Linked DNA regions of Mus musculus: regions 1, 2 and 3 are each linked to region 4. Evidence: chromatin contacts called from public Hi-C data. All regions are on one chromosome and are shown on one strand. Each heading gives the region's core, a stretch centred on a gene start, on an enhancer-like site or on the middle of the called end of the contact. The rest is flanking DNA. Distances are from core to core; before and after follow the strand shown.

The links. A called contact is a pair of places that touch in the nucleus more often than the background predicts.
Region 1: a contact with region 4 is called in a Hi-C map of liver, with 1.7 times the contacts expected there. The contact joins two enhancer-like sites. A contact is called at or near these places in 2 of 484 Hi-C or Micro-C datasets (epidermal suprabasal cells and liver) and 1 of 115 datasets of contacts at active chromatin or transcription factors (bone marrow-derived macrophages).
Region 2: a Hi-C map of pro-B cells shows a contact between it and region 4, with 2.2 times the contacts expected there. The contact joins two enhancer-like sites. A contact is called at or near these places in 1 of 484 Hi-C or Micro-C datasets (pro-B cells) and 2 of 115 datasets of contacts at active chromatin or transcription factors (large pre-B cells and pancreatic cancer cells).
Region 3: a Hi-C map of liver shows a contact between it and region 4, with 2.9 times the contacts expected there. The contact joins two enhancer-like sites. A contact is called at or near these places in 15 of 484 Hi-C or Micro-C datasets (CD4 T cells, LSK cells, the MNK3 cell line and 11 more) and 2 of 115 datasets of contacts at active chromatin or transcription factors (bone marrow-derived macrophages and pancreatic cancer cells).

The regions. Positions count from the first base shown.
Region 1 is chr17:4,867,308-4,870,683 of GRCm38.p6, reverse strand. No RefSeq gene overlaps it. Among named protein-coding and RNA genes, the nearest start is that of Gm34507, 39 kb to the left of the region's middle. Within about 2 kb of position 2,058, at least 53 of the 459 cell types and tissues checked have an H3K27ac peak or open chromatin away from gene starts, as enhancers often do. A contact at or near this core is called in liver, where this site is marked.
Region 2 is chr17:4,740,773-4,743,826 of GRCm38.p6, reverse strand. No RefSeq gene overlaps it. Among named protein-coding and RNA genes, the nearest start is that of Gm34371, 52 kb to the left of the region's middle. Within about 2 kb of position 1,341, at least 24 of the 459 cell types and tissues checked have an H3K27ac peak or open chromatin away from gene starts, as enhancers often do. A contact at or near this core is called in pro-B cells, where this site is marked.
Region 3 is chr17:4,920,517-4,923,785 of GRCm38.p6, reverse strand. No RefSeq gene overlaps it. Among named protein-coding and RNA genes, the nearest start is that of Gm34507, 14 kb to the right of the region's middle. Within about 2 kb of position 1,760, at least 23 of the 459 cell types and tissues checked have an H3K27ac peak or open chromatin away from gene starts, as enhancers often do. A contact at or near this core is called in liver, where this site is marked.
Region 4 is chr17:5,188,313-5,191,565 of GRCm38.p6, reverse strand. The region is part of intron 4 of Arid1b (AT rich interactive domain 1B (SWI-like)); the gene reads right to left. Among named protein-coding and RNA genes, the nearest start is that of Gm34854, 34 kb to the left of the region's middle. Within about 2 kb of position 1,610, at least 412 of the 459 cell types and tissues checked have an H3K27ac peak or open chromatin away from gene starts, as enhancers often do. A contact at or near this core is called in liver and pro-B cells, where this site is marked.

The sequences.
Region 1 (3,376 bases), core at 809-3,308, 320 kb after region 4:
TAGACTTTCTTCAAGGAAGTTCTGACACCCAACATCAGTCAATAGAAGCCATCCTGATCCTGATTCAGGAAACTGAGGTGTTGTATACTGATTGTCAGCTTGGCAAAATCTAGAATCACTTAGTAGTTAAGCCTCTGGACACTTCTTGAGAGAGATTCTAGATTGAGTCAATTGAGATGGAGAAAAAAAAAGCCATCCTAAATGTGGGTGCCTCCGCTATGTGGGCTGGGGTCACAGACCCGGTAACGATGAGAGTTAGCTGAGCGCTGAGCGAGATGGTGACCTCTCTGTGAATTCCTCACTGTGGATGCTCAGTGTGACCAGCCACCTTTCAATCCAGCCACCATGCTTCTCCACCATGATTGTACCCTCCAACAGGGTCAGGTGTAGCAATGAGTAAAGTAATGTCGAAACTCAACTGTATAAACTTCAAGAGACCCTCCAACCATTCAGGTTAACATGGCATCTAGGGTCTGCTCATCATACCTATACATAATTTACTGTGCACCCACACTAACAGATGAGCCCGACTCTCTAACCTGATCCAATTCCCATTCATCTTTCCTAGGAAACTTTTGACAGACATTCACAGCATCTTCTGGGTTCTTTGGTATGCATGTAATGCCCTCAAGGCCGTCCTCTACACTGTAGCGCCTGACACTTGCCAGTGACTGGACGATGGTGACTGGTGAATGGGGTTGGGGGAGAAACGGCAGTCTCCACAAGGCGACTCTCTAGCAGTGACCCTTCAGGTGGCTTTTCTGTGGGAAGAGCTCAGAGAGAAACAGACAGGAAGAAAGGGCTACATCCATGGGCCGGAAGCTCTGACCTGGGTGCTACTCAGGGCTCTTGCATGCATTGCATTTTTGGGTTGGACTTAGGGTTGGATCTTAGAAGCTTTGATTCTAGGAGATAAGTCTTCCTCTGGGATGGTCTGAGGAGCTTTCTGGTCTCTTAGCTAGTAAAGCTGTGAACTAAAAGCCCTCAATGAATCTTTTTCTTTTGCTAAATTCTTTAAGGCAAGCAACTGCATCACACACTTCTTATTTTGACCGCATGTATTGTAGCAACCACCATGTGGACACCCAAAGCCTTGTCTTGTAAGTGATAGTTTAGTGAATATGTTTGCTATTGTGTACCACAGGTTACTAATGGCCTCTCTTTACTGTCAGTGACAGGACATTGATGCCTGGAAACCTAACCATATCTAATTCTACATAAGCTAGTGCCAGTTTTAATGTCCCCTAGAGTCTCCTGCCCTTACCAGTATGGATCCAGGCAGGTTGGATCAGAGAAGCCAGGCCACTGGCTGGGGCATGCAAATAGGATTTCAGGCAGCAACTAGACCAGAGGGTAGTGTGAAAGCTGGCATAAAGTCTGTGGAAGTCTAGTTCCTTTGTACTGGTTTTAAGTTAGAAGCGCTAGGAGTTGGGGAGAAAGCTAGACACAGAAAATTTGGGGCACACCAGAAACTGTGGTGATGAGTTACACTTTCAAGGACAAGCCATCAATCTTGTCTCTCATTGACTTTAGCCTTGGTGACATGAACAACCGCAGAAGTGGCTGGTGGCCTTTGCAGTAACGCTTCACATACTGGGCACAGGGACCAGAGCAGCAGGAAGTTGGCAGGTGTATGAGTCAGGTCAGCAACAGAAAGTACGAGCTGGGACTGTCCCTTAGCGGGTTATCCCGAGTCTTCATTCCTGCCTTAGAAGTGGCCTGCCAGATTTTTCATGGCCAGCCCTAAAGCCAGAACCAGTTAGGTTAAGAAATCTTCAGACATTAAGTTTGCCTTAGCTCTGGTGTTATCCAGGATCCCTGCCAGAAAGAAGTTTCTGGGGCAGATGCGTACAATGTTCAAAAGTGTGGGTGGTGGGCACAGGCTGAGCTGGTAGCTGACGGCTTGGGTCGTCAGGGTACAGATTAGGAGGTACTAGGGTGGTATCCTTCAAACAAACTGGGTGGGAACAATTTCAGTACCTTATACACCCGCAGTTAACATCCAGGGGAAAGCGCCGGGGAATCTAGGCGAGTGACACCCGGGGCAACTCCTGTGAGTCAGGGAGTTTTGTAAACTTTGCAACAGGGAGTGGCATGGGCAGAAGGAAGGCTGTATGCTAGGAAGATATCGGGAACTGGAAGGCTCTTGTTGGCACTTCCAGGTTCTATGCCCTTCAATAAGGACTCGGAGCTGCCGCATGTGGATAGTGGTAGACACAGAGAGAATTAGTTAATAAAGCCTTTGGAGGCAAGGAGAAGGGCTACCCAGTCAGGAAAGGTTAGACTTTCAATAGCAAAGACTATATAAATGATTGGGGTTTTTCTATTGCAGTACCACAGGTTTTTGGGTCATTTCCAAGTGTGTGCATTCCTGTGCATACTCTGTTCCAGGTTGGCCTTGGCGCATGCTCTGTTATAGGTTGGCCTTGGCGCATGCTCTGTTCCAGGTTGGCCTTGGCGGCTGCGGTTTCCAGTGTTTCTGCCAACTGGCTTGTTTCCTATGCCAATATTAATTCTTCTCTCTCCACTTTACTCTCCTGCCACAGTTTTAGATTTATTTATTTATTGTGTTCATTAAGAGGAGAGGGTAGTGCAGGTTTCCAAGCAGAGGCCAGCCTGCAGAGAAGCTGGATAGAAGGGGCTGGTTTTAGAAAAAGTAGAGCGACAGCTCTTTATCATACATGAGGGGAAGAGGGGAGAGGAAAGAAGTGGGGTGAATGTGAACAGGAAAGAAGCAGGAAAGAAAAAAAAAACCCTCACAAACCACGTCTATCTCTGCTAAACAGAAAGGAAACGAGTCCAAGGCAGGGTGGGGAATCTGGATTCAGACCAGAGGGATAAGTTGGCGTCCACAAGGAGAGAACCGACAAGCTTCACAGAGAAACTTGAGAATACCCTCCTGTGAGCAGGAGGCTCTACCCCTGTGAGCTCTCCTCCCTTGTCATTGGCTGAATTGGCTCATCCTAGATGTTCAATCTTAGTGCAATTAAAAGACATTGAGTTCATAGCCTTACCTCATAAGTTTAATTTTCTAATAGGGATTTTGCTCACTTATGAACCTTATTTCTGTATTCCTTTTGCTTTGACATCTGCTAAATAAGGCTGACTAGACAATTGGGTATACCTTCACTCTACAGGGTTGATAAGAGTTTAAACTAGTTGGCTTTCATATTTGAGGGTAGAAATGTATTCAGTTTTCCTGGTTGCTCCTTAAAACCCGGTAGGAGCCTCACGGTCTAAGGTGAATAGGCCTGAGTTGGATCACATGGCTGCCCACTAAAGCTCTGATCTGTGTTGGCTGGGCTAAGTTGGGCAAGCTCTTTCCCTGGTCTGCAGCAGTGGTGTAGTAATGGTACAGATGCCAAAGGAGGTGCCA
Region 2 (3,054 bases), core at 92-2,591, 450 kb after region 4:
GCCTAGAGCATCTGAAATATCGTTTTTCAAGCCAGCACCTGTGGAGTGTCATTTGTTCAGAAAACCTGAAGGTAGGCTGGCAGCTGGTAAGCCCCAGTAATTCTCTTGTTTCTGTCCCCCATAGTGCTGGGACTTAGAGATGCATGCAGCCATATCTAGCTTTTTGTAGGTGGGGACTTGGATTTGAACTCAGTTTCTCATGGCTGGACTGCAAGTATTCTTAACTGTTGAGCCATCTCTTTGGTTAGGAGTCATCGTTTTCATTTCCTCAAGTGCTTGCCATTTCTAGGTGCAGGTGGCCCTTCTAATTATTTTGAAATATGAAATATAATACATTTCTATAAATGATAGTCACCCTTCAATACTGTAGAGCTCTAGCACAAATTTCTCTGATCTTAACTGTATTTGGTACTATTATTTAGCCCCTGAATATCCCCCTTCCCTAGTCCTCAGTGGTCACTATTCTACACTTAGCTTCTATGAGATCTTTAGCATGTATGAATATATGAACAAGAACATGCATCATTTGTCTTTCTGTGCCTAGTTTATGTCACTTAACACAATGTCCTCTAGATCCATGCATATTGTATGCATGTATGTATGTATATATGACCTGTTTACATACCTACCTATAAATTATCTATTTACCTATCTATCTACTATTCATCTGTCTGTCTGTCTGTCTACCTATCATCTATCTGTTTGTCTGTAACCAGATTTTCTTTATCCATCTGTGCTAGTTAGTTTTCTGTCAACTTAACACAAGCTAGAGTTATTTGAGGAGAGGCACCTCAGTTGAGAAAAATGCCTCTAGCAGACCGATCTGCAGGGAAGTGTCTTAAGTACTTTTCTGCTATTGTGAAGAGACACATGACAAAGGCAAATGAGAGAAGAAACAGTTTACTGGGGGATTAAAGTTTCTGAGGGTCAATTCATGACCATCATGGCAAGAAGCATGGCAGCCAGCAGGCAGGCATAGCACTAGAGCTGTAGCTGAGAGCTCATATTTGAGACAAACAGGAGGCAGAGACAGCAAACTGGGAATCATGTGGGCTTTTGAAACCACCTCCAGTGCCACACCTCCTCCAACAAGGTCACACCTCTTAATTCTTCCCAAACAGTTCCATGAATGAACAACAAGTGGCCAAGCATTGAAATCTATGAGCCTATGGTGGCCATTCCCATCTAAACCACCAGAGCAAATCAGAAGGGAACTTTCTTGCTCAATGGTTGATGTGGGTGGGCCCAGCCAATGGTGGGGTGGGGTGGGACTTGTGGGTAGTTCTAAGTTGTATAGTATATATGCCAAGTAAGCCACGTGGAAAGGAAGTTGCTAACAGTGTTCCTTCCCAGCTTCTGTTTCAGTTCCTCCCTCTAGGTTCCTTCCCTCAATGACAGAGTGTGACCTGAGGGTTAGAAGTTGAACTCTACCATTTCCTCCCCAAGTTGTTTAATCCTAGCAGCAGAAATCCCAAGACACCTATCTGTTGATGGATACCTTGACTAATTCCATGTCTTGGCTATTGTGAACATTGCTGTGGTAAACACGGGTGTGCAGGTGTCTCTGATACAAAAATGCTCCGATTTCTGCTAGTCTTACAAAAGGGAGGGCTATTTCTTGGCAAGATGGTAAGGCCCTGCTGGACACACAGCATCCTGTAGACATGGCCTTTAGAAGTCAGAGCCATCAGAGATAGGACAGCTGTGGGATCATCGTTCTAAGATGGTATAATGGCATAGGGACTGTCACAGGTTCGCTTCCTTGAATAGAATGAGAGTAAAAATTAACTCCCAATCAGCTTAGCACTCTGGTTCAGCAAAATAATACGCTCAGCTCTGAAATTAATATTGCAGAAAACATCAAAGTGGGCGATTATTTATACTAATTGTTCAAAGCTATTAACCTTAAAAGATTATTTTTTCTTGCTTTTATTATGGCAAACCAGGAGCATCAACATGGGAAGAAGAAGCCCACAGGCTTTAAAATCACACAGGGAGGCAGCTATTTTTAGATTGCTAATGAATATATTTGGTTTTGAATTTTCAATTGGACACACCTCATTAATATATAGTATAGACATGTGAGGGGGCGGGGAGGATAGGCTGTGACTCATCGTCTTGTTGGCTAGTTTTAAAGACCATTTGCAAGCAGCATTCCTAGTGTTAATCACAGGCAGAGCCAGAGCTGCTGAGGACATCGAGCATCAAACCTTGGAAGACTGCAAGCTCTTTAGGATGCGTGGTTCAGGATTCCAGAAGCTGATGTGCAGTCAAGACAGTTCTGAATGGGCTTTTCCTAGGATTGGAAAATGCCAATACCATCAGGGAGGCAGGCTGGCAAGAGAGTTTTTCAGGTTGGAGACAACACACACACACACACACACACACACACACACACACACACACCCCAGAGCCAAGGACCAGCAGGTGTTCAGGTCCTGGGGTTCACTAGAAGAGAAGAGAGCAGGAGTCTACCCATTAAGGACCCACTGTGAGGAAGGACGAAGTAGGGTCAAGTGTACTTACCTATGCACAATTGTTTAGATCATAGAGGGTGACAAAGGATTCCTTTTTAGATCCCGTGACAAGTTGCTTAATGCAGCAGGGTCAGGGGGCTCATCTCTCTTAGGGCTAGTGGGTGGAGGAGGGCTATGTGAAGACTGGCCATAGTGGTGTTTCTCTGGAGTTCATCTGTCTGTCAGTTCCTAGGGGGAATTCTTTATGGTGTGTGGTGTGACCAGACCCTCCCAAAATTGAACATCTTCGAGATTGGCCCACAAGGCCCAAGAAGCAGATCTCTCTGCTTTCTGCTAGGCCAGTGATGAGTGCAGTCACACACACTGACCATCTGCTGTGGGGGAGGGGCGCCCACGCTTGGGAACAGAGATAGCAGTGTCACAGCAGCACACTCAGGGCTGTTTTGAGGTGACATTCGTGAGAAACGGTTAAGTCCAGGAAACAATGTGTGATGTTTGAAAAGGGGCTGAGAATTATAAAGAGACACAGAGGGAGGGGGCAGAGATGGGAAGACTCCAATTCAACTCTTCCAGTGGC
Region 3 (3,269 bases), core at 511-3,010, 270 kb after region 4:
TCCCCTGTCACTTGCTGTTTCTCCTGGCCGTGTGCTCATGGTCCACCTCCTCTCATGGAGGCCTCCTCCTCCATTCTCTTCTCTTCTCTTCTCTTCTCTTCTCTTCTCTTCTCTTCTCTTCTCTTCTCTTCTCTTCTCTTCTCTTCTCTTCTCTTCTCTTCTCTTCTCTTCTCTTCTCGTTTTCTCCTGAGACTCCTCACTTGATACTCAAGTCTTGCTTTTTTCTCTCTACTGCACAATCACAGGGCTTGGCCTTTTATTGATCAATTAATTTGCAAAGCAAGGTTTGTACAATAAAAGCTGCTGCTCATCTTGGGGCAACCAAATTTGGGGTACAGACTTTAGCATTTGAGTACATAGGTGCAGATGAACCACAACATATGGGTATATGCCATCATGCTCGCTCGTCCCTGTAACCCATTGTTTGCTCTTCTTTCTCCTTGCCCTTCTTTCTCTAACACTTTAGCATTCCTAACACTCCTTAGATACTCCTACTTAAGTTTCTTTCTTTTTTTTTTTTTTACATGTGGAATTGCCCATTTTCTTTTTCAATCCATCTGTGTTGTAAGGGAAGAGACTGCAGTGGGCAAATGGGAACGTCTGTTTGATTTGGGTGAGTGGAAAGAATGACTTCTTATTGCCTGCAGAACCTGTGACACTGTCTACATAATGGTGGCTTTCAGGGGCAGTTTCTCCCTGGCCATGGAGGACACCTTGGGAATGATTCATGGTTTGCACAATGACTTTCCTGTAGCTAAATCAGGAAGACATGGGTTTACCGAGGAGTGAGTCCTGAATAGGAATGAGAGGCCAGACCTCACAGAAGGCAACAGGCACCTCCTTCTACTACAGGCACTTGGGGCAGAGGCTATGGAACAGCTGCTGGCCGAGAGGGAAGTCCCAAAGGCAAAGGAAACTAAGTACACTCTGTGTGACCCAAGGCCAGGGAGAAGCAACAGGACAGGACTTCTCTCTGTGGGGAAAGAGATGAGGAACTGATCACATGTAGTCAGGCGAAGGGGGTTCACTTGTGAACAATGGATTAGGGGTGGAGCTTTACACAGGTAGCTTTACAGAAGAGGAGTGAGTGGGAGACAGGAAAGGCAGGGATCAGTCATTCGTCCAAAACCACGAGCAATTTGCCGACTCAAGGCACAGAAAGTGGAAAAACAGAGTCTGAAATTATAATAAAGCTATGCTGTGTAATTATGTAAAGTATGTGTCCCGGGGAAGCACTGCAAGCCCATAGCTTGAGAACAGTCGCTGGGATGAGATCATCACAGGTATGCTGCCTGTTTTCCATTGCTACGTTGTGTGGTGTGAACATGGGGAGGGGTCGGGAGACATTAAATCTAGAGCTGAGTAGTTGCCCAAGGGGTTAGGAGGCCTTTGTCTCTATTTCATAGGGCCATCACTGCTGGGAACTTAACCTCTGCAGAGTCCCTGCACAGACAGTGGGAACAAATATTTACCCTGCTCTGCTGGGGGTAGGGAAGGCGTTTGGGGAATCAGGAAGTATTGCAGGATATGTGTGAGGTCTTATCGTTGGGATGTTGTAAGATGGAGAGTATGGGAAGAAAAAGATTCCAGAACTCTGAACTTTACCCTGAATCTTAACAGTTTAACAGCCATGGTGGAAACTGGGGGGATGTACTCTATTGAAATAACAAGCATCTTCACTAGGCACCTATGACTAGTTTCACTCACCGGGATTTTCCCTGTGCTATCCAGAACACTCTGGTTTTCCTCTACTGACCGGGAAGCTCCCTCTTATCATCTTGTGTTTATTTCTGAACTCTATTTCGTAACTCACCACCCTGGTTGAATGATTGTAGATCGACAATACTTTTTTTTAAATAATTATTTTATTTTGCATGTATGTATATTACCTAAAGGCATGCATGTGTCACCAGGTATGTGCAGTAGAAGACAAGGTCAGAAGAGGCAGCAGGGCCTCCAGAATGAGAATTTCAGGTGGCCGTGAGCCACCATGTGGGTGCTGGGAATCAAACTGCTTCCTCTGTGAGAGTAGAGGGTGCACTTAACCTCCACTGCCTCTGTCCATCCTTAGCTGATGGTATTTTAATTCTAGTTGGGAAACTTTCTATAGGTATTGCTTTTTCAGAAGTAGAACCCAGGGCAAGCAAATCGGCTCCGCAGGTAAGAGCGCTTGCTGCAGAAGCCGCATGTCTGCCTTCCACCCCAAGGACACACTCACAGAAGGGAAGGACTGAGTCTTGAATGTTGTGCACTGATCTCCACACAACTCTGTGTACACACATTGCCCCCCCCCCAACTACTAATGATAAATGAAATCAAATTAAAAAGTGAAGGAAATAGGAGAGAGGCAGCTCTGAAGGAGACAACCAAGCTTTGGAGCTGGTCACCCGCCAAGGGCACACGGCGCACTGCTGGAGAGACGTGGGCTGGAATGAGACCCAAGACCAAGGTACTTAGTTCACATTCCAGTTCTCTAGTTCCTATCCGAGGGAGCCAAAGTGCAGTCCCCTGACCTTCAACCTCTTTGCCTGTCTAAGCTGAGGAGGGTGTTGGCTACCTCCAAGTGTTAAGGTGTGGATTATGCTCCCAAACACGAGTTTCTCTATCACCAGGCCTGATGTCTAGCTACTGCCCACTGGCTGCTCCCGCCCCCCCCCCTTTTGAAATGCTGAGGATTGAATGCAGAGCCTCACAAAAAACTAGGCAAGCACTCTACCCAGGGGCTGACCCTTTAGTGACTGAGTGATGTCTCCAACCATCTTCGTCTAGGGAGTGCTCCATTGATAGCCAGACCCCCGCCCTCCTCCTGCTCTTCTGAATGCATTTCTAGTGAAAAGCACAGAGCTCCTCTTTCCTAGACTTTCTTTCATCTATAAAATAGGAAAAAGAGCAAAGACTAACAACAACTGCTATACAACACTTAATGAGCTTGTTTGGCCAAACAGATACAAGGAGGGGAAACAGGCTGTTTAACGGTGCATATGTATGACCCTTCCTGAATATGGCAAAGCAGGAGATACACTGGTCATAAGACCCACAAAGGTGCTGTCACTTTGTGGCCAAAGAAAAGGATGTCAAATGGCAATAACATCTCATGGCACACAGAGGTCCAAGGGGGGCACCCACCAGGCCTTGAGGAGATCAGAGGTGGTGCAGAGAAAGGAGATGTTGTGATGACTGAATGGCCTCCAGGACATGACATATGCAGGTCCCTCTCTCCTCGCTCTGCGTTGACAAGTTTGTACTTGTTAAAGTGAATTGAGATTGCA
Region 4 (3,253 bases), core at 361-2,860:
TTTCCCATGTGCACCCACGATAGAAATGAAAACTATCCCCAACACACACACACACACACACACACACACCAACCTCTTCTAGTATGTTGGGTGTTACTGCATTCATGTAGTGAATGCAAGCCCAAACAGATCCACACGTGCATGATAAGCGATTTGCGTCTAGGTGGTTTTTTTTTAAGGATAAAGTGTAGTAGTATACCCCGGCATGCAATTCACCTCTCTTTACAAAATGTCCAAATCAACTGGATTTTATTTAGCTTAAACTTTGTCAAATGGCAGCAGTGAGCAGCAGTAATCAAGGTTAGCAATGTCCATACTATAACAATCTTTCCTAATAGAATATTAATTGTATACACATCATAAACATACTTGTGTTAAAATACCATGCACGTGCATAGTAAATATGAGGCATAAGCCCAAACAAAATGTATTCTGCAAAACACTTGTTGCTCAGAGTCTCTTTAATAACCTTTGTAACAAACTTTAAGTGTCAAATTTCCAAAATTAAGCTACTGGGTCAGGAAATATCCGTCATGTTAATGATTATCAATAATTCACTCTTCATAGTACCAACTGCATTGACTTTAAAAACCATTCAGGCTACAGATCACAGTGGAAATAATTTATCAACTAGAGGCTCTGGCTGATTAGTCCTCTAAGTCTGGTATATGTATGTCGACTAACTTCTTGTATGTGTCATGCAGGTTACTTGAAAGGTCTAAGGTTACACTGCTATACCATAGAAGGTGAGCAACAGAGAGCAGACAGTGGCCTTAGGTCTTCTAGACAGATTAGTCTTATTCTCCAGAAATGTCTTTCCCCCCAAATCCTCTTAGCATTTACTAACGTAGTAGAGGCTAGAAAGTTGTCTCAGTGGATAACAAACCCTGCTGCTTGTAGGTTCAACTCCCAGGTCATATGTAATCCCAGTTTCAAGAGATCTGATGATGCCCTCTTCTGGCCTCCATGGGTACCAGGAACAGCCGCTGTGCACAGACATGCAAGCAGGCAAAACACCCAGTAGCATAAAATAACTTTTTTTTTTTTTAATTTAAGAAGGTACAGACAGGAGATGAGACGCTACAAAAGCTTAGGCTTTTTCTGGGATTTAAAAATGCTATGAATTAGTTTTCCCATCAAGGAACCTTGCACTTGGTTCCAACTGGTACTGCACAAATGTAGTTAGGGTCTTTGCCTTTGGCCCTACCCTCCGCTCCAGCCACTCTTGCCCTCCATCTCGCCTGTCTTGGTGCACAGCTTAGGCCTAAGGCCCGCCCCCTGGCGCCCCACCCACTGCCTGCCCCACTGGCCCCACCCCATCACTCCACCCCACCCTACTTTCCAGCGGCCTTCTGGTCTCCCCATGGCCCAGCCTACGGGAGGGGGAAGGGGGGGTGTTGTTTGATCCTCCCAGACTCTGGGTTTTGGGAGTCTACAACTTTGTCTCTTTCTGCAAAGCAAGTTTCAACCGGCCCCGCTACAGTGGGGGAGGGCCCTTTCCTCAGGGGCGGACGGCTCCAGCAGGGATACAGGGCAGCCGCTCGGCCCTCGCCTCGGCACTCCTCTCCAGGGACAGGCAGAGGGCGCGGGAGGGTTTCGGAGAAACTGGGAGCACCGCCGGGAGCGCGGCTGCGTCAGCAGAAACTTTGGGAGTGAGCCCTCTGGGGTGGGGCCTGCACAGCCCCGACCGTGGCTCGATGGCCAGGCCTCCCACCGCGGTGCCTGCCGGGAGCTCCCCACCCGCGGCTGCGCAGTCGCTGCTTCCCCTCTTCCTCCCTGGAGGAGTGCCTAGTCACTCACTGGCCCGCGAGCTGTGGGACACACTGCGCTAGGAAAACAAAGAAACCCCACGCACACGTTTCCAGGATAGGGAACGTGAAAACAGACAGTGAGACTTAGGGTGCCCCGCAGGTTAGGCTTCTCAGGGCTGCCATTAGGCAGCCAGGCAAGCTGCAGGCCCAGGTATCCAACCCAAGGCCCTGCTGAGCGCTCCCTTATGCTTACCGGGTTGAATGGTCAAATTCTCTAAACAATCCCATTATGGTTATATATGTGTGTCACGTATAGCCACAAATCCCAAGTCATTACTTTTTGGAAGAAAATTAAGTAATCTGAGAGCTTAGCAAAAACAAAAGCACCAATTCACCATTACTATTTTTTGTCACAACCAAGTGCTATATATGAAACTTTTGGATAATGTTACAGATATTTAAAGAAATGAACACATGATTTTAAATGCTGTTACTGTTGTCATGTTGACGCAGCTCACCTAGGCTCTGCAATGTGGTACTTCTCATTCAGCCATATCTAGTCTGTATAGTACCAGCAGGGTCAAAGGCAAGCAGGCATGCTGACATACTATGAATTAAATCATTTGTACACTTGAAATGTTAGGATTTGTGTTACTAGAAAAGGTGATACTTAGTAAATTTACCTAAAATGGGCAATCATACAAATTGCTTTGGGCAAATTCTTCATCAGTGAATGTTCAAATTTTTCACCCCATTTGTTCTCCTACAGATGATTTTCACAGGAATATGCTTCAGTATTTTTCAACTTTATTTCAAATTTTTAAAATTTTGAGATTTTTTGATTAAAAGTTCACTTTTTTTTTCTGACATTATTTGCCCTCCTTCCAGCCCTCTAGCCTTTTCTTCCTTTTCAGTCCTCCAAATGGTACCAAGTTGTACTACCTGCACAGGCTATGAGGTTAAGGAATTTTCAGATGTTTCTGGGTTCAGTAAATTACTACCTTCCTTCATTTGTGGTTAGGACAGTAGTGAAATGAACGCAGGCTCCGTCGGGGTGCAAGGAACACATGGTCAGGTATTTTACAGTGCTACACATTGTGGTGCAGCCAAGAAGGCAGTCAACAGATAGGCAAACTCGGGTCTGCAGTCAGGCTGCAGAGGGAAACCAAACACAGAATCGTGGGTAGTGATGAATAGGCCTTTGGAGCTGGGCAAGGAAAGCACTCAGCATGCAGTGGGGATAGAACCTAGCAGAGCCCAGGCAAGAGGCAGCATGGAGGACCACGCCCCCTCACCCCTCTTCCCAGGTAGATGCAAAAGGCTACAGTTCAGAACTTCACATGCTCCTCGTCCTCCATGCCAAGGGAGAGGTACTTGGCAAAGCATGGGCCCTGGAGTAAGAGGGTGTGAGGTTATATTTAACTCCTTCAAATACTGACTTTGTGTCCCTAAGACAGTTTCTTAGCGTCTGTCCCTGCTATCTGCAGGTGGTTGACAGTCAC